Regions from separate parts of the Mus musculus genome. Here regions 2 and 3 are each linked to region 1. The links are chromatin contacts, called in public promoter capture Hi-C maps. All regions are on one chromosome and are shown on one strand. The core of a region is the stretch at or near the end of the contact, and the rest is flanking DNA. Distances in the headings are between cores, read along the strand shown.

Region 1 (3,102 bases), core at 102-2,601:
CTTATCATTTAGCCTCCTTGGATGTGTGGATTGTAGCATGATTATCCTTTATGGCTAATATCCAATAATAAATGCATACATACCATGTTGTTCCTTCTGGGTCCCTACAGGCCATTTATAAAGAAGCACTTTCTGAGTTGAGATCCTTTCTTCCAAGATATGACTATGTTTGTGTCATATTGACAAAAACCAACCACACTCTTTGCAATGAAAATTTGCAAGACTTGAAAATGGTCCTCAGAGCTGGGAGTTGAAAACACTGTTGCCAAAGGAGAATGTTCGTCTTGCTTTATATGCAGCAGAGTAAAAAAAATTGTACATCTGTAAACTGTGCAGGCAGATGGCCAAATCTCCTTCAGTTAGTAAGCAGCAGAAGTTCAAGGAGCCCCCCTCCTATCATCATCGCATGAATAGACTTGAGTCTGCCACTAAAATGCCCACCTGTGGACATGATGTACATTATGGGAAACAATGGGGATCTGGTTTATCTAAGTCCTTGAAACTCCTGGGAAAATTCGAGTGTCTCACCCTTGGGTGGTTCCAGTTCCACAGCACTTCTTTTTCTTTTGGAATATTTCTTAGGGACCCAGCTCTGGATCCCCAAGAGCATCTTTCTCTTAGGGCCTCTTTTACCCAACAGATTCTGACAGGGACACCTGGACTGTCAATATTTTACACATAGTTGAGACTGTTTCTCACAAAGGTTTGAATTATCTGCATTTGGTATAGGCAAGAACTTCATGGCTGAGATTAACATAAATAATTACTCTCCTGCTGCAACAGCAGAGCCTAGGAAAGGAGAATGTGTGCAGTAATAGCAGGCAATAATATTAGTACCTGTAAGTACAGTGTTCTTGCAACCTGCCATTCTAGACAGAGCAGAAAGGGTGACAAGATGCACAGTAGCTTTCCATTAATAGATCTTAACCCACTAATTCTATATGATCTGTTTGATTCTGACAAGATTATTTGGCCATTTTATTTGTATCCTTCAATAAATAAAATTCAGTGCTACCACTTGCTTCCTTGCTTAAAGACACTAGTCCTGGGAACTCTGAAGAAAAGAAATTCCAAACACACGGAATGATCCCATGCACTCTTGTCACTGTACAGGGCCCTTTCAGTTACTGGACCTTAGCTAAGCATCAGACCGCCCGCCAGGAAGCTGCAGAGAGAGAAGCGGCAAGCAGCTTGGGCAGTTGGAGTTAGTGAGCCTTGGCAGAGCGGCAGACTGGCCTGGGTCAGCTCTGAGGGGGCGTGGCTTGGAGAGGAGGGGATGGGCGGGGATAGGCTGAGATGGGGAGCAGGGCGGGGGCAACCAGCCCTGCAGCTCTCAGCTTGCCTGTCCCCGGCGCACCTTGCTGATCCCAAACAGGCAGAGCTTCTTCCAGTCTTGGAAGGCACAAATTGAGCATCAGGAACGTGGACCCATCAGGGCTGAACAGCTACTCAGGATCTAAAGTGGTGACTTGGAAAGCTGACGGTGACTTGGGAAGGGAGGTCGCCAATCAGCGATCTGGAGGTGAGCTTGGGGCTTTCGAGGCACAGTGGGGAAATTGCTGTGGCTAGTGCTTCTTGGGGTTGCATGCACAGACAGGCAGGGTAGAGGCAGCCACAGGAGTGGACAGCACAACGCCCGAGGGTGAAGCAACCTCAGGGCTCCAAAAAGGTGCAAATACTCTCAGTTTAATAGCTGCAGTGGAGGTAGGGGTAGGGGGTGGGAAGGGGATTTCAACCTGTCTGCTCCTTCCTTGGGATGGGCGGCCAGACTGAGTCCTGGGGTTGCGGGCTCCTGCGCCTCCAGCCCTGCCTGTACAGGCAAAGTTTGTCTCTCTGGGTTCAATCTGTTCTCTGCTCCTGCAGCCCCGCAAGTGCCACCTTCTCGCTTTCCAGCTGCAGCGCTCACCATGGAGTCCCCCATTCAGATCTTCCGAGGAGATCCAGGCCCTACCTGCTCTCCCAGTGCTTGCCTTCTCCCCAACAGCAGCTCTTGGTTCCCCAACTGGGCAGAATCCGACAGTAATGGCAGTGTGGGCTCAGAGGATCAGCAGCTGGAGTCCGCGCACATCTCTCCGGCCATCCCTGTTATCATCACCGCTGTCTACTCTGTGGTATTTGTGGTGGGCTTAGTGGGCAATTCTCTGGTCATGTTTGTCATCATCCGGTGAGTTCAGGGACAGGTCTCGGTGGTGGTGGTGGTGGTGGTGGTGGTGGTGTGTTGACAGTAGACAATTTGTGTGTGTGTGTGTGTGTGTGTGTATACCAGACAGCCAAGTGAGTGCAGGGTCTCTTCTATTCAGGGTTCCTGAGAGATTCTCCAAGGTGACATCTTAAAAGAATTTCCTGGGAGAGTGTTTTGTCAGGAATTGTGGGTTTCATACAGGGCTAATCCAAGGTACTTTTAGGATTTAAGAGCTACCTGCCCACATCAAAAGGGAGGCTACAAACCTCAGCTAAGAGAACACGCAAGAAAATGCCAGGGTTCTGATCACAAGGTCGTTTCCTGGTAAAGAAATTAGAATATCTGTGTAAGCCCTTGCTTGTTTGCCTGCTCTGGATTGAGTCACTTTATTGCCCTGTCTAATATTTCTTTAAATAAATTCTGGGCCCACCAAATGCATGGGAGATAATTCAGATTTGTGTGTGTGTGTGTGTGTGTGTGTGTGTGTGTGTGTGTGTGTGTGTGTGTGTGTGACTTGTTAGACTGATGGTGCAGCTTATGAAACGAAAACCAACTAGGCTATTTAGTGTTGTGAATATCCACTAGCATGACTTTGAAGTGCCCAGGATTAAGCTCAATGAGTATGCTAAGCAAGCACTCAAACTAGATGGTGTGGCTGTCTCAGAAGGCATGTGGTACCCCAACTGGACATTCTGCAATAACATTGCTCCTTCCATGTCAAATCTTTCATCCCCTCCTCAAAGTCCCCATAATCTCTGCACTAGATGTTCTGTCCTTGTCTTTCAAAGTCTCATAGGTATCAATTTAGCATCTTTTTATATATTACAAATCATTGCAGAAGAGCATAAAGAAGGCTGGGGCTGCTGCAACTTTATGCTGGGCTTTGAATGAAGCAATATGGTCTCACCTTTCTGCATCCT
Region 2 (2,926 bases), core at 195-2,694, 360 kb before region 1:
ATCGAGTGTGACCGAGTAAGTACACACATTGCCCTGAAGTTAACGCAAACTAGAGAATAATGCTCTTGGAAAGTTTGTGCTACATCATTAGATGTACACTGAGGTTGGCAAGATGGCTTAGCAAGTAAAGGCACTTGCTGCCAAGTCTCACAACCTGAATTTGATCCTTAAGAACCCAAATGTTGGAAGCAGAGAACTGACTCTGACTTATAGGGATGCCCGGGTATATTTCTCTCAGTCACTTTAATCCCTGTAGTCTTAAACTAGACAGATTTAAGAACAGTCCAGCCCATATAAATACATACATATACCCTAAGTAAAATCACTCACGAAGGGTGTTGCTGTGGAAATGACTCTTGTGCTCTTTTTTTATACCTCGACTGTGTTTGTTTTATGTAAACACACACAACCCCCCCCCACCCCACTGCAACCTGAACCTCGCTGAACCAGACCTCAACTTTGTTGCCACTAAGGAGATTATCTAGGGTGGAGCCTGCCTCCCTAGATCACTCTATTGTTCAGCCACTGTCGCTGCTGCTACCTGCTGGGAGTTGGCTTGGCTATTGGGGAGACTACATCCGATCCTACAGGTGGTCACCTGCAGCTGGGCTCCAAAGATGAATTGGCAGGAATGGGCTTCCTCTCTCATTTATAAAGCATGTCTGCCATTAAACATAAGAACCTTGAGCAGACTAGTTCGATTTGGTTCCATTATTTCTCTATCCACCTAGGTTCCCTCTTCTTTTTCAGCTCCAGGCTGTCTCCCAGGCTCGAACCCGGATATGAAAGCCTCAGGCTGGCCCCAACAGTTTTATTTCCAGAGAACTTGTTCTCTGACTTCCATGGGTATGCCATGCTATGTGATCCATTTAATAATAAGTAAATGTAATAAACAATTTGAAAATATACACTGGAAAACTGTTTGACATTCTCAGCATTGACATTTTTGTCTTAAATAAGTGGGAAACTTGTTGCACAAATTCATGGTGCAAAGCCTATGCTTTATTTATTTATTTTTAAGGAACTCAACCCACTCCTGCTCTGTCATCCCCATGTTTTGTTGGCAGAACCTTGAATTTAAGGCAATCAATCATATTTGACCATTGTAGGTCCAGGCTCTCTTTTTCCTCGGAGTGGTTCAGCTTGGACTAGATGGTTGGTGCTGGCCCTCGTTCATTTTTTTTTTTTTTGTTTTCATTGGCATCTGCCAAGAGCAGCTTTTCTTTATTCACTCAACATCCCAGAGCCCTCACAATGAGGCCACCACAGCCCACCACTTGTGAAAGTGCCCTATGTTTTTCTAATCATTGCTTGGCACAAAAGATGGCTCAGAATTGTTCACCGAGTAAATGGATTCTCCTTTCTCTTGCTCATGGTTAGAGTGTATTGGACACTGTGTGGTATAATCTGTTAGTGCTCCTGCTTGGATTGCCTGCAGCTGTTACTGAGATGAAAGCATCTTCTTGTGGATCAACAGCTGGGTAAGAGAGAAGGCCCCACAGAGTCTCTAGGGAGTCTAGGACAATTGCTGCCAGTGTGGCTGGGCTTTATTACTTCCTCGTGGCCCAGCCTGGCCCTGGAAGAGGTCATGTTGTTATTGCTCATGGTTGCCCTGCCAGGCACCGAGGACTGTGGGCTCCTGCTGACTATGCTCTCATAGGTGCAACTGTCTACTGTCCTGGGCAGTTCACTTGTGCTGCTCAGACCTACTTTCTCATGTCTGTGAGATCTAAGAGTCTCAAGAGTTTTTCTTGAATAAGGGGACTGAATGACTGTGCGTGACAGTTGTGCTCCTGCAGTTGGACTTGGAGCTGCACTCACTGCTTCCTTCATAGTTGCCATCTGAGGACCTCTTTGAAGTTGATGAGTTTTGGTGACTAGTTCTTACCAGGACACTGGCTCAGGTAGACTTTGTGGAAAATCCAGGTCCCTGTAACTGCTGATGTGTAACTTGCTTGTATTTTGGGTCTATAGGGTCCTATTCCCATTCTTTAGGTTCTATTCACAGTAGATTTTGTTCTGCCCACTACTCAGATAATTTTTACTAGGTCTCAAAGATCTGTTCCTGCCTCCTGAAAAACATTTTGAATAACATTTTAGAGGAGCAGAAAAGTTCTGAGTTTCTGACTTCATTTATGTTATGAGACCTGACCCTTCCCCCAGGGAGTCCCAGACATTTCTCAGGCAACTGTGCACTGTTTATTGCTGGCAGCAAGAGAAGTTGGGTTAACTCCTCTAGGCTGAAGGATCAGCCATAGTTCCCAGGGTTAAGCCTATATTTGCACAAATTGATGAAGCTCTCTGCATCTACTGTGGAGAATCCTGTGGGGGAATCAATCTCATGGATTAGTGTGGGAATAGCTGGGATCTTCAAGGACAAGACTGAGCCTGAGGAAAACCTGGATCCTTCCAGTGCCTCACTCAGGACCACACTCCTTAGGGCCTGCATCCTTCTTCCCCGAGTCCTGGCTTATCTTCTACACTAAGGTGTTCTCTCCTTGTTCTCCATCAAACAACCTCTACTTTTCCTTCGCTAATTTGATGCCAATTTATGATGTTTGCTATCATGGGTCCTTTGGCTTCATGTCACCTCCCTAGGGCAGTAAGATCCTTGGAAACAGTGGAAGTGCAACCCACTGCCTTACAACCAATCCCCACACTGCATTCAGATAACATAGGAAGCACAGGAATGGACGGAAAGGCAAGAACCAGACAGCTGTAGTGTTTAGCCGAGAAGCATCATCATGGATTCAGATTTCCTACTTAGACACTTCCATAATATCCGGTTTTTCTGTAGTGAGGATGAATTTGTTTTGCAGACAAAAAAAAAAAAAAAAAAAAAAAAGCCCTACTAAGGAAAGAATATCCACCCAGGAGGTCATGTTGCACAAGGCAGAGAAGATGTGCATGGATTTGGGTCTTTGAA
Region 3 (2,875 bases), core at 332-2,831, 510 kb before region 1:
GAAGATATGGGCACAGGGGAAAAACAGAACAGCAATGGCTTGTGCTGTAAGATTGAGAATTGACAAATGGGACCTAATGAAACTCCAAAGTTTCTGCAAGGCAAAAGACACCGTCAATAAGACAAAGAGACCACCAACAGATTGGGAAAGGATCTTTACCTATCCTAAATCAGATAGGGGACTAATATCCAACATATATAAAGAACTTAAGAAGGTGGACTTCAGAAAATCAAATAACCCCATTAAAAAATGGGGCTCAGAGCTGAACAAAGAATTCTCACCTGAGGAATACCGAATGGCAGAGAAGCACCTGAAAAAATGTTCAACATCCTTAATCATCAGGGAAATGCAAATCAAAACAACCCTGAGATTCCACCTCACACCAGTCAGAATGGCTAAGATCAAAAATTCAGATGACAGCAGATGCTGTCGTGGATGTGGAGAAAGAGGAACACTCCTCCATTGTTGGTGGGATTGCAGGCTTGTACAACCACTCTGGAGATCAGTCTGGTGGTTCCTCAGAAAATTGGACATAGTACTACCGGAGGATCCAGCAATACCTCTCCTGGGCATATATCCAGAAGATGCCCCAACTGGTAAGAAGGACACATGCTCCACCATGTTCATAGCAGCCTTATTTATAATAGCCAGAAGCTGGAAAGAACCCAGATGCCCCTCAACAGAGGAATGGATACAGAAAATGTGGTACATCTACACAATGGAGCTAAAGGGATCTGCAACCCTATAGGTGGATCAACATTATGAACTAACCAATATCCCGGAGCTCTTGACTCTAGCTGCATATGTATCAAAAGATGGCCTAGTCGGCCATCACTGCAAAGAGAGGCCCATATAAAGGCAAACTTTATATGCCCCAGTACAGGGGAACGCCAGGGCCAAAAAGTGGGAGAGGGTGGGTAAGGGAGTGGGGGGGGGGAGGGTATGGGGGACTTTTGGGATAGCACTGGAAATGTAAATGAGGAAAATACCTAATAAAAATATTAAAAATTAAAAGATTGCCCAGCCAACTATAAAAGGGGCTGCTTGGGACCTCCTCTCTCTCTTAAGCTCTCACCTTTCTTACTCCTCTCTAGCCCTCCTTCTCTCCCTTCCCCCTCTCTCCACTTGGCTATGGCCGGCCCCTCTCTTTCTTTTATCTTCTCTTTTTCTCTTTATCTTCCTACAATAAAGCTCTAAATTCATAGACTGTCTCTGTTCATCATATAAGCCTAGAGAAAAATGAAGTTAGGTAAACAATGAATAACTTTTTCTGAGACATGTATTACTGGTGGGTCTACATATACTTATACCATGGGTCTATGATTCATTTCTCAGTCTGAGTCTTATGCTTAAAATCGGAGTATGAATGCCTGGCCCGCTGAGATGTTTAATTCAAACAAACCCAAACCACTCAAAGGTCATAAACCAAGCTTCTTCAAAGATTTTTGGCTTTTTGGCACCAGTGGCCTGCAGGGTGGCGAGCTCTGCCAGTTTGAAGTGACCAAGTTAAGTGGCCTGGGAAAGGCCATTTGGTGCGCGGTCCAGCAGTTTTGGGCGCTCTCGGCTTCCGCCCTCAGCTGCGGTCACGTGCGGCTGCTCACGTGCCAGACGCTGCTGTCACTTCGTAGCTGTTCCGGCTTCCTCTGAGTGAGGCTCGCAACGTCTCCCACGGAGTCGCCTTCGTTCTGCTCTGGGTCTCCCGTGGCCACTGAGACCTCGGAGCTCGACCGGCGCCTGCCCGCCCGTGCGGCCCTCACTCCCCGAGGCTATCCAGGTGAGGCCGCCTGGGGTCCCTCCCCGGCTCCGGAGAGCCGACTGGTTTCCCTGCCGGCCGCGCCAGGGTCTGCGGAGCCGCAGGGCCTTCCTCCCCTCGGAGGGAAGCAGAGAGCGCGGGGGTGGGCAGGCCTGGGCCGGGCCGGGCCGGGCCGGGAGAGCCGCGGGGGTCGGGCCGCCCGGGAAGGCTGCGCTGTGCCTTTGGTGCCAGCCTTGCCCGGATGGAGCCGGTTTTACCTGGGACCCGCAGTCTGCGCCGACCTTGCTTGTTCAGGCAGCGAGTTCCCACAAAGAGAAATCTAAGTTCCACACTGACTAAGCACTTCGGCAACGCGGAATAGAATTTGGGTATGATTTTATTTTTAAACCTCCTTTTGCTCGTAGGTAAGAACGTACGTTTTGGGAATGGTTTTTGCATCGTAGTAGAATGAGATGTAACTTATCTATTACGTTGAGGACTGGGAATTTTTTTTTTTTTTTTTAGTAGCACATTATTGTATATTTTTCTTGTCAGAATAGACTCCTATTGTTGGTTGGACATACGTTGTTTCAGAAATTTCTTTCAATATTGATTTTGGAAATGTTTGTCAATTTCTGTTTGAAAAGAAGGTCCTGGTATACCACACCTCTTAGTGTATTTTATTTTGAATCAGTAATTTTAAAGAAAGGAATTAATATAGTGTCTTTGCAAATCGAAGCATAATAGATGCCCATAAATACCATAATTGACCCTTTTTTAATTTTATTTTTTGTAGAAGAGATTAGAACGTGATTGAATAGATTTAAAGTAGTGGACTTCTGGGTTATTTTTAATGTATTCTAAGCACTGGGTATGATTGCACTAAGGTGGTCAAAGAGATTGGCTTAATATTCAGTTTAGTTCTGATTTTGCTGTCAGTCTCTTAAGTGGTCATTTTAAACGTCTCAGTGTTTATTGAGGCTAAGAATTAAAAACTCTTCCCTGGAAAAAGAACAAGTCAATAGAAAGCCTTTTATGGGGTGGTAGACAGAATTTGAAATACGGTAATGCTTTTCAGACCTAGGATATTTAATATTCAAGCTAAGTGAAATCAATATGGTTATATTAATACTTGTAGTTCAA

Evidence for each region. Promoter capture Hi-C pulls out the DNA fragments that hold promoters and counts their contacts.
Region 2: a promoter capture Hi-C map of embryonic stem cells shows a contact between it and region 1, with 3 times the contacts expected there. The contact joins the enhancer-like site here to the promoter of Oprk1 in region 1. A contact is called at or near these places in 4 of 39 promoter capture datasets (embryonic stem cells, hippocampal neurons, liver and 1 more), 1 of 115 datasets of contacts at active chromatin or transcription factors (stem cell-derived neural progenitor cells) and 1 of 9 other capture datasets (adipose tissue).
Region 3: a contact with region 1 is called in a promoter capture Hi-C map of neural stem cells. The contact joins the promoter of Atp6v1h here to the promoter of Oprk1 in region 1. A contact is called at or near these places in 6 of 39 promoter capture datasets (cranial neural crest, embryonic stem cells, liver and 2 more).

What each region holds. Positions count from the first base shown.
Region 1 is chr1:5,587,142-5,590,243 of GRCm38.p6, forward strand. It overlaps Oprk1 (opioid receptor, kappa 1), which reads left to right and starts at 1,352. Exons shown (of 4, transcript NM_011011.2): 1 at 1,352-1,522; 2 at 1,894-2,164. The coding sequence starts at 1,908.
Region 2 is chr1:5,227,542-5,230,467 of GRCm38.p6, forward strand. No RefSeq gene overlaps it. Among named protein-coding and RNA genes, the nearest start is that of Atp6v1h, 150 kb to the left of the region's middle. Within about 2 kb of position 1,445, at least 12 of the 459 cell types and tissues checked have an H3K27ac peak or open chromatin away from gene starts, as enhancers often do. A contact at or near this core is called in embryonic stem cells, where this site is marked.
Region 3 is chr1:5,081,505-5,084,379 of GRCm38.p6, forward strand. It overlaps Atp6v1h (ATPase, H+ transporting, lysosomal V1 subunit H), which reads left to right and starts at 1,582. Exons shown (of 14, transcript NM_133826.5): 1 at 1,582-1,774.